Regions from separate parts of the Macaca mulatta genome. Here region 1 is linked to region 2. Evidence: chromatin contacts called from public Hi-C data. All regions are on one chromosome and are shown on one strand. The core of a region is the stretch at or near the end of the contact, and the rest is flanking DNA. Distances in the headings are between cores, read along the strand shown. Region 1 holds the start of DGUOK (deoxyguanosine kinase). Region 2 holds the start of LOC144333727.

Evidence for each region. A called contact is a pair of places that touch in the nucleus more often than the background predicts.
Region 1: a contact with region 2 is called in a Hi-C map of CD4 T cells, with 4 times the contacts expected there. The contact joins the promoter of DGUOK here to the promoter of LOC144333727 in region 2. A contact is called at or near these places in 4 of 14 Hi-C or Micro-C datasets (CD4 T cells, blood, cortical neurons and 1 more).

Annotation. Positions count from the first base shown.
Region 1 is chr13:50,894,189-50,900,399 of T2T-MMU8v2.0, reverse strand. DGUOK (deoxyguanosine kinase) reads left to right here and starts at 4,128. Exons shown (of 6, transcript XM_077959400.1): 1 at 4,128-4,225.
Region 2 is chr13:50,833,706-50,840,327 of T2T-MMU8v2.0, reverse strand. LOC144333727 reads left to right here and starts at 4,283. Exons shown (of 3, transcript XM_077959394.1): 1 at 4,283-5,668; 2 at 5,800-6,135. The coding sequence starts at 5,408. It overlaps LOC144333742 (a long non-coding RNA gene), which reads right to left. Exons shown (of 3, transcript XR_013402708.1): 2 at 3,626-3,707; 3 at 3,014-3,100.

The sequences.
Region 1 (6,211 bases), core at 2,879-5,378, 60 kb before region 2:
TGATTTCAATAGGCCAGGTTAAAATTTTTGCATGGATTTCCTCAATTAATCCTCACCACAACCTTATGAGGCAGGTATTAGTATCATTTCCCATTTTACAGTTAGGTTACTGGTTACTAGGTCACCCAGCTAGTTCACCTTAGAACAAGATCCTCACATTGGGCTGGTGCACCTTTCACCTCCCCACCTAGCAAAGGCCCAGCCTTCGTGCCCCTATCAGATCCCACCTGGTCCATGAAGCTTCCCAGACACACCCATTTGGAGACAGTGGAGTCCAGTGGTTAAGCGCAGAGACCTCAATGTCAGACATTCCTTTCACCCTCCCAGCATTCGATCTCTGGGGGTGGGGTGGGACGGAGGAGCGGCTTTCATAAGCCCTTAGGGGATTTCTGTGTGACGACCAGTTTCCCAGAAGCAGACCTGGAAATGAGGATTCCCTGCAAATGACTTATTAAAGAAGCGCTCTGAGGAGAGCTGGTAAGCAGAGTGGGGGGCGAGGGGGTGCAGAAGAGGAAAGGGGAGGAAACCTGGCAAGAGTGCAATTGCAGATAAAGTCCTGGAGAGGGCAGCTTCAGCCTGGCCCCGCCCACTGGGAGCTCTGGAGTCTAAGGCTAGCCTGGTGGAGGCCAGGGAGCCAGGCTTTCACAGTCCCACCTGCCAGTGATTGGTGAGGGTGCTCCCTGGGAGGACTGAAGCCCTAGGGTTTCCATCTGTATCAGCAAAGGCCTCCTCCAAAGGAGAGCTGCAGGCTCTGGCTGCTGGAAGAGAAAGCACAGGAGGAGGTGGGAGCGATCTGAGGAGACGTAGGGCACTGACACTGCACGATGGAGGGACATCCGGACCTCCACGTGGAGAAGGGCAGGCTGCCCAAACCATTCTCACCAACCCCCGGCACCCATCCAACCTCCCTTCCCCATGCTTCCACCCCTACTCCAGTCTTACTCCACTTCAAGTTTTAAAAATGCTGTCCTAAATTCTTCAGTGGATGTGGAGTTATCCACTGATAGAGAGAGGGACAGTGGCTTGAGGAAAGTGGAAATCCAACTGGAAGTCTTTTAAAGATCGACAAAAGTCAGGTGTGATGGTTCACTCCAGTAATCCCAGCTACTTGGGAGGCTGGGGTGGGAGGATCACTTGAACCCAATTCAAGCCGGCCTCTAACAAGCAAGACCCCATCAGAGAGAAAGAGAGAAACAATGTCCCAGGCACTGAGGGCCCACGAAGGCAGTCATTACTTATTATGTGTTATATAATGTCTATTGGGTGGTAACTGTGTGGCAGGTGTGGCAAGTGGATTCTCTCTCTTAATCCTCACCCCCAGGTCACTGGAATCCAGAGCCCATACTCTTAACCACCTTTTGATATGTCTCCCTTTATGATTAGGTGTATCAGTACAGTTCATTCAGGGGAGCAGAGCCACTATGGGTATTATGGGAATAAGGGCTTTATTACAAGAATGAGATTTATCCAAAGCCTGAAGGAGCTGGGAAAGTGAAAGTCTGCAAGGAACTGTGGGATAATCTGAGAGGAGTCACAAATGAGTGGAGGACTAGGTGAAACCTATCTGCCGGGCACCTCTGTCTGTCATAGCATCTGACTAGAAGATTTCCACAGAGCACTGGCTGACACTCCCACTCTGCCTTCCAAATCTCACCCCAGGTCCTCTTTTGGCCAACTCTAACTCAGAGCCTTGTTGGTAGTGCGTTCTGAAAGTGTACTTTCCAGTTTAACCAAATCGATTTAGCACAATCCAGCACATTAGAAAATCTTCAATGTAGGTGAGATATAGCTGACTAAAATTCCAGGCTGCAGAAGAAAGTTTGGGCCACATTTTTATATGTTTATCTCCCTTTTTGAATGGCTGCATGACATTTTATATAATATTGGTCAGTATTTTATGTATACAGTAGCATTTACAAACACTGGAAAAATAGTAACTCCTTCAGAGCTGCACTTCAAGGACTAAGCAGAGTGTCTGGCATGCAGTAGATGCTCAGCAAATATTGGATGAATGAGTGGCTGCTGAAAGACTAGAGTTCCTGCAGGGCAACATCAACTCCTACTTATCAACTCTGGCAGATATTTGAAAATCGCCCAGGGGCAGGAAGTGGCCTCATTCTCCTAAGTAATGGGGAGGTAATTCTACTCACCGGTATGCCACCACTTTCAGTCTCTGGCTAGCACCCAAGTGGAATGAAAACTCCCTGTTTACTGCTTCCAAGAGGAACTGATCACCACCTCTTTGGGGTGTCTTCTTTGCTCATGATGATCGCCTTAATTGTACTTCCTCATGCACAAAAGTGGGGCCCCAACCCTCTTCCTTGGCCACAGCTGATTGAACCATGATTAGACACCTGAACACAGGTGGGCAAATCAGATTCTCCCTTCTGGGAATTTGGAATTGGGACCAAAAACCAAAAAATAACATTTAACAAAACAAGCATAAATAAGTAAAGGGGGATAGAAAATTATTACTAATTAATTAACATAACTGACAGGCATTTTAGGCAAAAAATATTTGTTTCTTCCATTACACTCCACATCAAAAAAATTTTGAATGCTTTTAGAGGCTGGGTGCGGTGGCTCACACCTGTAATCCCAACACTTTGGGAGGCCGAGGTGGGTGGATAACTTGAGGCCAGGAGTTCAAGAGCAGCCTGGCCAACATAGCAAAACCCCGTCGCTACTAAAAATACAAAAACTTAGTCAGGCATGGCGCATGCCTGTAATCCCAGCTACTCAGGAGGCTGAAGCATGAGAATCGCTTGAACCTAGGAGATGGAGGTTGCCGTGAGCCAAGATCGCCCCGCTGCACTCCAGCCTGAGCAAGACTCTGTCTCAAAAAAAAAAAAAAGACGCAAACGACAGAGAGAAAATACTCACAAAGGACTCATCCAGAATATTTGAAGAATAAGACAAGCAAAAGACAACAAATAGAAAAATGGACTTAAGACTTCAACAGAGGATACTGAAATGATCAATAAACACACGAAAAGATGTTTGATTTCATTAACCCGCAGGAAAATGTAAATTAAAACCACAATAAGTTATAATTACACACAGCAAAATGGATAAAATGAAAAAAAGCTGACAATATCAACTGTTGGTAAGAATGTGGGACAACCAGAACTCTCTCTCACTGATGATGGTGGTGTCAACGGCTGGCCACTTCACCATAAAATTTTTAAAAATAATTTTTAGGAGCTCTGTTACTGGTAGAGGGTGTCCAGGTTCTTGGCATTTTGAACAAAGAATTGGACAAAACGCACAAAGCAAGGAAAGAATGAAGCAACAAAGCACAGATTTATTGCAAACCAAAAAACACTCCCCAGTGTAGGAGGGGTCCAAGCAAGCAGCAATTATAGAATTTTCTGGCGTTGGCCGGGCGCGGTGGCTCAAGCCTGTAATCCCAGCACTTTGGGAGGCCGAGACGGGCGGATCACGAGGTCAGGAGATCGAGACCATCCTGGCGAACACGGTGAAACCCCGTCTCTACTAAAAATACAAAAAACTAGCCTGGCGAGGTGGCGGGCGCCTGTAGTCCCAGCTACTCGGGAGGCTGAGGCAGGAGAATGGCGTAAACCCAGGAGGTGGAGCTTGCAGTGAGCTGAGATCTGGCCACTGCACTCCAGCCTGGGCGACAGAACGAGACTCCGCCTCAAAAAAAATAAATAAATAAATAAACGCCAGAAAATTCTTTTTTTGGTTTTTTTTGTTTTTTGTTTGAGACGGAGTCTCGCTCTGTCGCCCAGGCTGGAGTGCACTGGCCGGATCTCAGCTCACTGCAAGCTCCGCCTCTCAGGTTTACGCCATTCTCCTGCCTCAGCCTCCCGAGTGGCTGGGACTACAGGCGCCCGCCACCGCGCCCGGCCAGTTTTTTTTTTTTTTTTTTTTTTTTAAGTAGAGACGGGGGTTTCACCGGGTTAGCCAGGATGGTCTCGATCTCCTGACCTCGTGATCCGTCCGTCTCAGCCTCCCAAAGTGCTAGGAGCACAGGTTTGAGCCACCGTGCCCAGCCTTCTGGCGTTTAAATACCTCCTAGAGGTTTCCTATTGGTTACTTGGTGTACACCCTATGTAAATGAAGTAGTGACCAGCGATCAGTCTGATTGGTTGCAGGAGGGGACCAATCAGAGGCTGAAGTGAAGTTACGAAGTTTTACCTTATGCAACTAAAGAGTTGGCCTGCCACCAGCCTGATTGATTGCCCGAGGACACCAATCAGAGGTACTTTCAATTTTTCATCTGCCACCCAGAAAAGCCGGGGTTGCAAAGGGATTAGCTTCTGGTCCTTTTGTTACTTGGGCTGGAAAGCTGGGATTTTCCTTTTGATTTAGTTCTAGGAAGTCAACCTGAATCGGCCTTAGGTTCCCTGTCTCCAGACCCTATTTTCCTGCCTGGTAACTTTTAGGAGATTAATACCTGCCTGCAGACAATTTACTCGTTTAACTTTCACAATGCTCCTGAGGCAGCAAGATCCTGGAGAGGCAGAGAGCCTCTCAAGGTTTTTAGGATGAATATTTCCAAGTCTGAGTTCACATAAGTTAAATAAATGTAAGCAGTATTTTTTTTTTTTTTTTTTTTTTTTTACATAAGTGGCTGCTGGAGTGGAGATGGGAATGGGTAGGACTTTAGCCGCTCCAGTAGCCATTAACGCCCCACCCTGGTTATCCTAACAAAATTCGGTGTATTAAAAAAAAAAGTTCTTAATATATAAACATGACCTCAGCCATCCTATATATACATCAACATAAGAAAAAGGTCCTGTGCTTTCTATGGGAACAGCTTAGGTATCCCAGCCCCGGTCCTTCTCCAGCCCCCTTTGCCATCAGATCCTTGTCTTCTAGAACCTACCACACCTGAGTTGTGCCTGAAGGCCGGTTTGGCCTGTTGACTCCCGGTTTTGACTCTGGTGATTCAAGCGACTGGAACTAGAAGCACCATTTAACAACATTTCGTAAATCATTAGTTCTGAGGTTGTTATGACGACGGGGCGTGGCAGTCCGGCCTCACCTGTGGCAGCAGCTTAAGTCCCTGCCCTTCTGTAGAGCACACTTCACCGACAGCAGGACTCAGGTTTTATACACCGGCAAGTCTCTACCCGCCATTGCTTACGTGCACAGAACCCAACCTACCAGGTTTAAACGATTTCCAGTCACATACCTGAGCCACCACCACCTTATCCTGAAGGGATTTTTGGCTATAATGCGAATCGATTGACCGAACATTTATTTACTTACTCAAGACACAAACTAAGAGATGGGGTGTAACTGATTATCTGTTAATTTAGTCAATAATATGCCAGCATTGTGCAGGGAATTACAGGGAATAGGAAAAAGTTAAATTTGTGTAAATCATCAGATTGAGTCATTTTCCTACTTTAAAACTTCCATTTTCTTGCAGTATTAAAAACCAGACAACAAGCACCTGGAGGAAAAAAATCCCCTTAAAATTAGTTTCTATTTTTAATTTGTCTTCAGTTATAAAATTTATTTTAAAGTTATACAAAAATGAGGTGGTTGGACTGTGGAGTTATGTCTCTTAAAATGTTATTTATCCAATGAACAAAAACCGAGGAGCCACTCACACCGCAACTCCTGTTACTAGCAAATTCTGCACCCTTGTAAAACCCTTCCTTCTCGCAACGCTTCTTTACAAACATCGCGAGAGCAGAGCGGTCTCTTGGGCGCACCCCGTCGCATGTTCAACCCCACCCACTTCCTGCCTGACGATCTCCTTACGTCAGCGGTGCGCTGGAGCGAGTGAGCAGCGGTACCTAGGGCGGAAGTGCTCTCCGCGGAAGTGATCGCTGTGCGAATCGTGGGTGGGATGGCCGCGGGCCGCCTGTTTCTAAGTCGGCTTCGAGCACCCTTCAGTTCCATGGCCCAGAGCCTACTCGAGGGCGTTCCCTTCTCCAGGGGCCTGCACGCGGGGCGCGGGCCCCGAAGGCTCTCCATCGAAGGCAACATTGGTAAGGGCCGGAAAGCGACTGCCAAGCCTTGGCCTCCGCCACGCAGGTGACAGAGGCTGGGAAAGGAGCTGGGCTCGGAATGGCCCGCGTCTGATGCGGCCGGCCTCTCTGGGCTGCGAGGAGGGCCTTTCCCCTCGCAAAGTGCACTGTGGATCTTTGCCGCCTTGATTTTTAGAGTATCGGGCCTCATTACCCGCCCACAGGGACACCTTTGTTGGGGCATAAAAGCCACGCAGTTAGTG
Region 2 (6,622 bases), core at 3,034-5,533:
CTCTCTGCCTCTATTCTGACACCCTCCTCTAATGCATTCTCTATATAGCAGCCGGCACTGAGTAAGATGTGGTCCTTGTCCACAGCTGAGGGGATAGGACAGACCCAGGCATGCCTGTGATCTGATTGGTGGGCCCCTTACCCAATCTCAAGAGATTATCAAAGGCTTCCTGAAGTGTCACCTGAGTTTAACCAGAAAGGATGAGTGAGAGTTAATGGCAAGGCGGCAGGAAACGCCTCTGCTAAAGCTATGCTGTTTTAGAAGTTTCCTTTAGTAGGCAGGCTCCTTGTGTCACATACACCCTGAGTACCTTCCTTTACTGGATTTCTTTCTCTATTTACAAACGAATTTCTACTGAATTTGTCCCACAGCCACTCACCTCTTCTACCATGTTTCCTTCAACTCCCATTTTTTTTCACTTTAGTTAAAATCTCTTAACCTGCTCTTGTGCAAGGAATGACAGTCCTTTACAGTAGGAATCTCTAACATGCGTTGCCAGGAGGGAGGAATGCTCTGGAAATGGGCAGTATGTGTAATTGCACATACCTCAAATATACACATATACATTCACCACACATTCACATACACTCTCTGTGTGTTAGTGCTGTTAACCAAATACTTCTGCTTATCCTTCCTGCACATAGCAGGATTGTACTTATTGCACTTCCCTGCCCCCTTGTAACTTTCTTTGGCCAGTGAGATGACAGCAGGGAGTGATATGTGTCACTTCCAGGTAAAAGCTTTAAGAGCCAGTGCTAGATTTGCCCCATTCTTGTTTCCTGCCTTCAGGGTTGAGGAGATGCATGTCCAGTTGCAGCAGCCTGGATGCCTGAGTGACTACGGGAAATAGAGCTCCTAATGACTCATAATGGACACGTTTCGTGATTGAGAAATACACTTTTGTTATGTTAAGCCACTGAGATTTGGGGATTGTCTATTACTCCAGCACAATCTAACTGATCCTGACTGATACACCCTGTCAACCAAGGCTCAGGGGCACCACGGCCTTTATCCCTGTTGGGTATTCCTTCCATTATGATGGGTATCCTTGCATTCTCCTTGCAAGTAATGAAGCCTATTTGATTCAACCTAAATTCAAAATGCAGTCACAAAACTAGCTATCAAACATGAGAACATTTGCAGGGCTATTTAAAAACATAGCAGCTGGGCGCGGTGGCTCACACATGTAATCCCAGCACTTTGTGAGGTCGAGGCGGTGGATCACAAGGTCAGGAGTTCAAGACCAGCCTGGCCAAGATGGTGAAACCCCATCTCTACTAAAACTACAAAAATTAGCTGGGCGCGGTGGCAGGTACCTGTAATCCCAGCTACTCGAGGCAGATGCAGGAGAATCATTTGAATCTGGGCGACAGAGGTTACAGTGAGCCCAGATGGTGCCACTGCACTCCAGCCTGGGTGACAAGAGTGAGACTCCGTCTCAAAGAAAAAAAAAACAAAAACAAAAACCAAAAACCAAAACAAAAAACCCAAAAACACATAGCATAGATATCCTACACGTTCACACTCACCAATGCAGGTCCACAAGCAACCCACTAATGAACCTCCCCTTTCCCGAGAGCAAAATGCCAGCTTCTGCCCAGTATCAGCTCTAGCATTTGTGGGCTAATTTTAGAGGTCCTGGATTGTAGGCCTGATTCTGCCATGTAGTAGTGAATGACCTTGGACAAATTACCTCACTGAGCCCCAGTTCTCTTATCTGTAAAATAGTGATGATAATAAAAACTATGTCATAGATAAGGAAAGTTAACATTTGCACATTTGTTGTACTTGCCACTCTGTGCAGACAGAAGGATGTGTGTGGAAGTGCTTTGAAAAGGGAAAGATCTATGCAAATATTAGTTGATAATACGGTTAGCCAACACATGACCAAAGAAGTAACACATCCAAAATCAAATAAACCTCCCAATACCTTCAGTCTTTAAAACCAAGCCCAGGTATGGATATCGGGATGTATTTACATTTCTGTAAAAGGTCACCATACACAAATCTCATTCTTAAATAAGGACAAATTACTTTTTAGCTGAAGAGGAGACAGGTCAAGTACCTCAGAGGAGGTTAGTCACATCAATCATCTGAGAGTTCAGCAGCATCCAACAGTGTTAGTTCCATGTGTTAACTTCTGAAGAAACACAGGCTTGCACATCCAATAATGCTTCCTGCCCCTTTCCTTCCCCGTGCAGAATTAACTTCAGCTCATCTATGGGGTAGGAAAGGCTCCTTATTTCACAGCCCTCCCTCCATGCTCCAGGCATCCAGGGAAATGCCTCTGCCACCCCTATCATCCCTTGAGTCCTTAGGGCTTCCTCCTCTAGCAAGGAGATTTCCCTTTCTAGTCCTGGGGGCAGCAGCACAGCCCGGCTCTGACCTCGCAGGAGCAGTTGCCTAAAAGAGGCTCCGCCCTTGGCCGCTTGGGGTGGCTCCCACCAAACCTGCTCCTAAAAGGAGCCTCTCTCCCTTTGTCTACTCTATGCGCCTCGGGGCCTAATCAAGGTCTCCGCCTGGGTGCTGAACTTGCTTCTCCCCCGCTTGCAGTAGTCCAGTGCTGCTCTAACTTGACATCACCTGATGGGCTAATTAAAACAGATTGCTGGGCCCGCCCCCAGAGTTTCTGATTCGGTGGGGTTAGGATGAGGGCCGAGAGCTTGCATTTCTCGCCAGTTCCCAGGAGATGGTGATGCTGCCAGTGCTGGAGCTCTCTTCGCGGAACCACTGAGTCTAGGCTAATGCAGCCCCAGGAGAGAGGGGCTCGCCCCGTCCCCACGCACACCCCCACTGCTCTCCTGCCCTGAGCGCAGTGTGAATAGGGAATAGCCGCAGCAGCCCAGGAGACTGGAGAACCAGAAGGCAGGACCTGACGGATTTAGGCTGTTTTATCTTGGGCGCCCCTGACCAGTTTGTGCAAGTCGTAAAGCAGGCAGGAAAGAAGTCTATGGAAGCCTATGGGTCTTCAGTGTTATTGAGGTCTGTCATTCATCAGGTTCTACTCATCTCATCTCTTCATTCAACACAGTGGTTGGGTGCTAGGTCTAGGGTTATGAGGTGAAAGCCAGCGTGCTAGCCCTCCAGGAGTTTGTAGTAACTGAGAAGGAAACATGCAAACCATTCCAGTGCCCAGCAACGATGAGATAACTGTTCCTAGGGAGGGAGAGTCAAACTTCTGTGGAGGGAGAGTGGGTGGGGCTCTGGAATCGTCTGAGCAGCTGGAGAAGGTTTCATGGAAGAACTGGCACTTATGACTTGCAGGATGAGTGGGAATTTGGCAGGTACAAGGGGTAGCTGAGAACGGGTGGGGTGGGAAGGGTTTTCCCCAGGCAGAACGATGAGCAACAGGACTGCCGAAAGTGTAAGGTTCCAGAGGCTGGGAAGATTTGACAGGCAGCTCTCTAGCCTGCCTGGGTTCCCTCCAACCTCTCTGGTGGCCCCTTCTCAGCTCCTGTCCCTCATGGGCTGGTATTCTTTGGGGCTCTGTCCTGGCAGCCTTTTCCTCGCACTCCCATGTCCACCCCCGATGAGCTCCTCCACACCTGAGGCCTCGCTGTCTGCTCGCTGATGGGGCCCAAATCTCTTTCAAGCCCAGGCCTCATCCCCTCAGTTGCACACTCACCTCCACACGGATGTCCGCATTCCCAGGCATCCTTCCTTTCGCATTTTGTCATGGTGAATGGCACCAGCATTCACCCAGTTACCTAAACGAGAGGGCTTTATGAAATGACCCTCTCATAGATTGCTGGTGAAGAGTAAATGACACAGTAACTTGCTGGTGCCATTTACCCAGACAGAATACCAGAGGACGGCTGCTGGGCTCCTCGGAAAGTCCACAACGTACTAGCTGAGTGATCTTGGGCAAGTTATTTAACGTTTTCTTATCCATAAAATGGGTTTGATGATAGTACCTACCTCACAAGGTTGTCATATGGATTAAATAATATTAGTTGTTGTCATTCATTGAGCCCTATATTAAGTCCTTTACTTGGATTCCCTCGAAGATGGAGTACCTAGTCCAAGGTCACACTGTTTTAAGTGGCAGATTCAGGTTTGGAAGCCAGAGTCCTCTGGCTCCTGAGCCATCTTCTTCACCTCACTGTCACACTTTCTGAAAACTGTATATACCAAATAGGGAAATGCCTATGGTACAATGTTAAGTTAAAAGAGGATGGCAAATTGTATACTTAGTGTGAGTAAATCCACAAATAGGAAAGGCTACAAGGAAATGTAGCAAATGGTTAAATATGGTTGTAATTTGGTGATTCTTCCCCTCTAGTATCTGTATTTTCCACGTTTTCATTATACGCATTTTTTATTAAAAGTTACTTATTAAAAATATATCAAAAACAATTACGACTCTACAACCTGTTCCCCTGTTTGAAAATTACACTCCCTTGGTTTTTCGTCTCGGTTCTAGTCTTACCACCCTTAACAGAAACTCTTCATTCCTCCCCAAGGCCATGGTAGGAAGCAGATATTGCAGCCATGTTCACCCCCAGGCACTCCCTCTCTGACAACCTGGACCCTGGAGCAGGCTGTCAAAATCAGAGGGAAGTTCCAGACAGAACCCGGGCTGCTTTACCGCCTAGGGCTTTCTTTCTGGACAGCGCTACTTTAGATCAGTTACTTTTTTTTCTTTCTTTCTAAATAGCCGGCCGAATGCTCATTTTCCAGTTCTGGCTGAGTTGTTAGCTGCAGCCGGGCGGCGACGCCTGCCAGGTACCTGGTTCCGTGAGCACCGCCCAAACTGGTCAGGCCAGTCCGTCCTGTGGCTGTTTCTGCCAGGACTCGCCCAAGTGTGTATGCGCGTGTGTCTCAGAGACCCACCCTGCTCCCCTGCAACCCAGGTAGGTGGAAAGCAGTTGCAGGCAACAGCCTGGCAGTCAGGCCAGATGGGTGGGGCTGAATTAATCTAACCTGGAATTTCAACTTGGCCTGCACAACAGGTGAGGGAAAAAAGCAGCAGAGAGAACGGGCAGTTTGGCAACTTGGAAATATTCCTGAGCCTTGCCCCTTACCCCCTGCCTGGAACATAGCCCAGGGTGACTCTTCAAAGTGTCTGCGCCGGGTTTTAGGGCTCAGTCGCGCCACGGCCCCCTCGAGGCTGTCCGAGCCCCTCCTGAACGCTGTCCTCCTCAGTTACCCTCCGCGACGCGCCCGTTCCCCCTCCTCCGGGAGGCAGGGCGGGGGTATCGGATTAGTCTTTGTTTTCGACGCGAAAGAGCCGAGCGCGGCGCGGGGGAGGCTGGCGATGGCAGGGCCGTGGGGTCCACCTGGACAGGGCATTCGGCCGTGACCCCTGCGAGGGTGCCCTTAGCCTCTGCCCCCGAGCAACCCCTTCTTGCCGGCCAGGCTGACTCGGTACGCAAACGCGCGATGTCCCCCATTGTCCTGCTTCGGAATGAGCCAGCGCCAGCTGGGACAGGGGGATCAGTCGGGCCCGGCGCTCAGGCCTCCCAGGAGCGCCGGGGCCGTCCCGGACCGATCTGGCCCGCAGGGAGTGGCAGGAAGTGGGGACACCGAACGCGGCTCGGCCGAGGGCCTAGGTTGGAAGGTCCGCGTGCCCCACCCCGCCTCGCCGGCCCCGGCTGCAGCCCCGCCGGAGGGCGAGGGTGGCCAGCCCGAAGGGGGCGGCCGTGTCCCGGGAGGGCCGACCGCGTGGGTGGGAGCCACTGCAGGTGCAGAGAAGCGGCGGCCGGGCCGGAGCCTGCCCCAAGCCGCTCGCAGGCCGCCCGCCCGACCCCTCCCCTCCGCGGGAAACACCCCCCTCTCGCCCGGCCCGGGGCTCGGCAGGGCCGGCGGGGCTCGCCGGGGCCGCACGTGTGCGCCCTCCCGGGCGGGGGAGTCCCCGGGCGAGCACGTGCCGCGGTGCGCGGGGGGCGGGGAGTCCCGCGGACGCCTTCATTGCTGCTGCTGCCGCCGCGGCCGCCGCTGCCTCTTCCTTCCTCCTGCGCCGTCCCCTCCTCGGCCCGGGCGGGGGGCTCCGCGCGCCGAGTTCGGTCGGGCCGGGCGCTCCGGGAGGCGGGCGCCCCAGGCGGCGGCGGCGGCGGCCGCGACGGTGGTGGCGGCGGCGGCGCGGGCCGGGAAACTTTGCCCCTTTGTGCGCTCCGCCCCGGAGGCGGCGGGCAGGTCGGTGCAGTCGGTGCCTTTCCGGCTCCGGAGTGGGGGAGGGGCGGCGGGAGGCGCTGGGGGCCCGGCCCGGGGGAGGGGGAGGGGGCGGCCCGGAGCCGGCGGGGGGCCGCTCCTCCGGTGCAGGGGGCCGGACTGGGGTGCTGCGGGGCGCTGTGCGGTGGAGCCGGGCGGGGGTGGCAGGGCGGGGGCGGGGGCTGCGAAGCCGCCAGAGCCGAGTGGCGGAGGCCCCAGAACAAAGGAGCCCGAGCGGCGGCGCGCGCGCGGCCCGGCCCGCGGCTCGAGCGCGCCCCCCTCCCCGCGCCCCTCGGCGGCGCGGGCCGCCCTCCCCAGTCGGGCTGGCGGGCTGCGCTCGGGCGGCGGGCGCCGCGCGCGCGGGCTGCCCCGGGCGCGCCCCCACCTCCAGGCCGCTTCCGTGCCGGGGGCGCCGGGGCAGTCCCGCGGAGCGAGGCTCTCAGCAAACTTTATTTTGAAAGCTCAGCTCCCT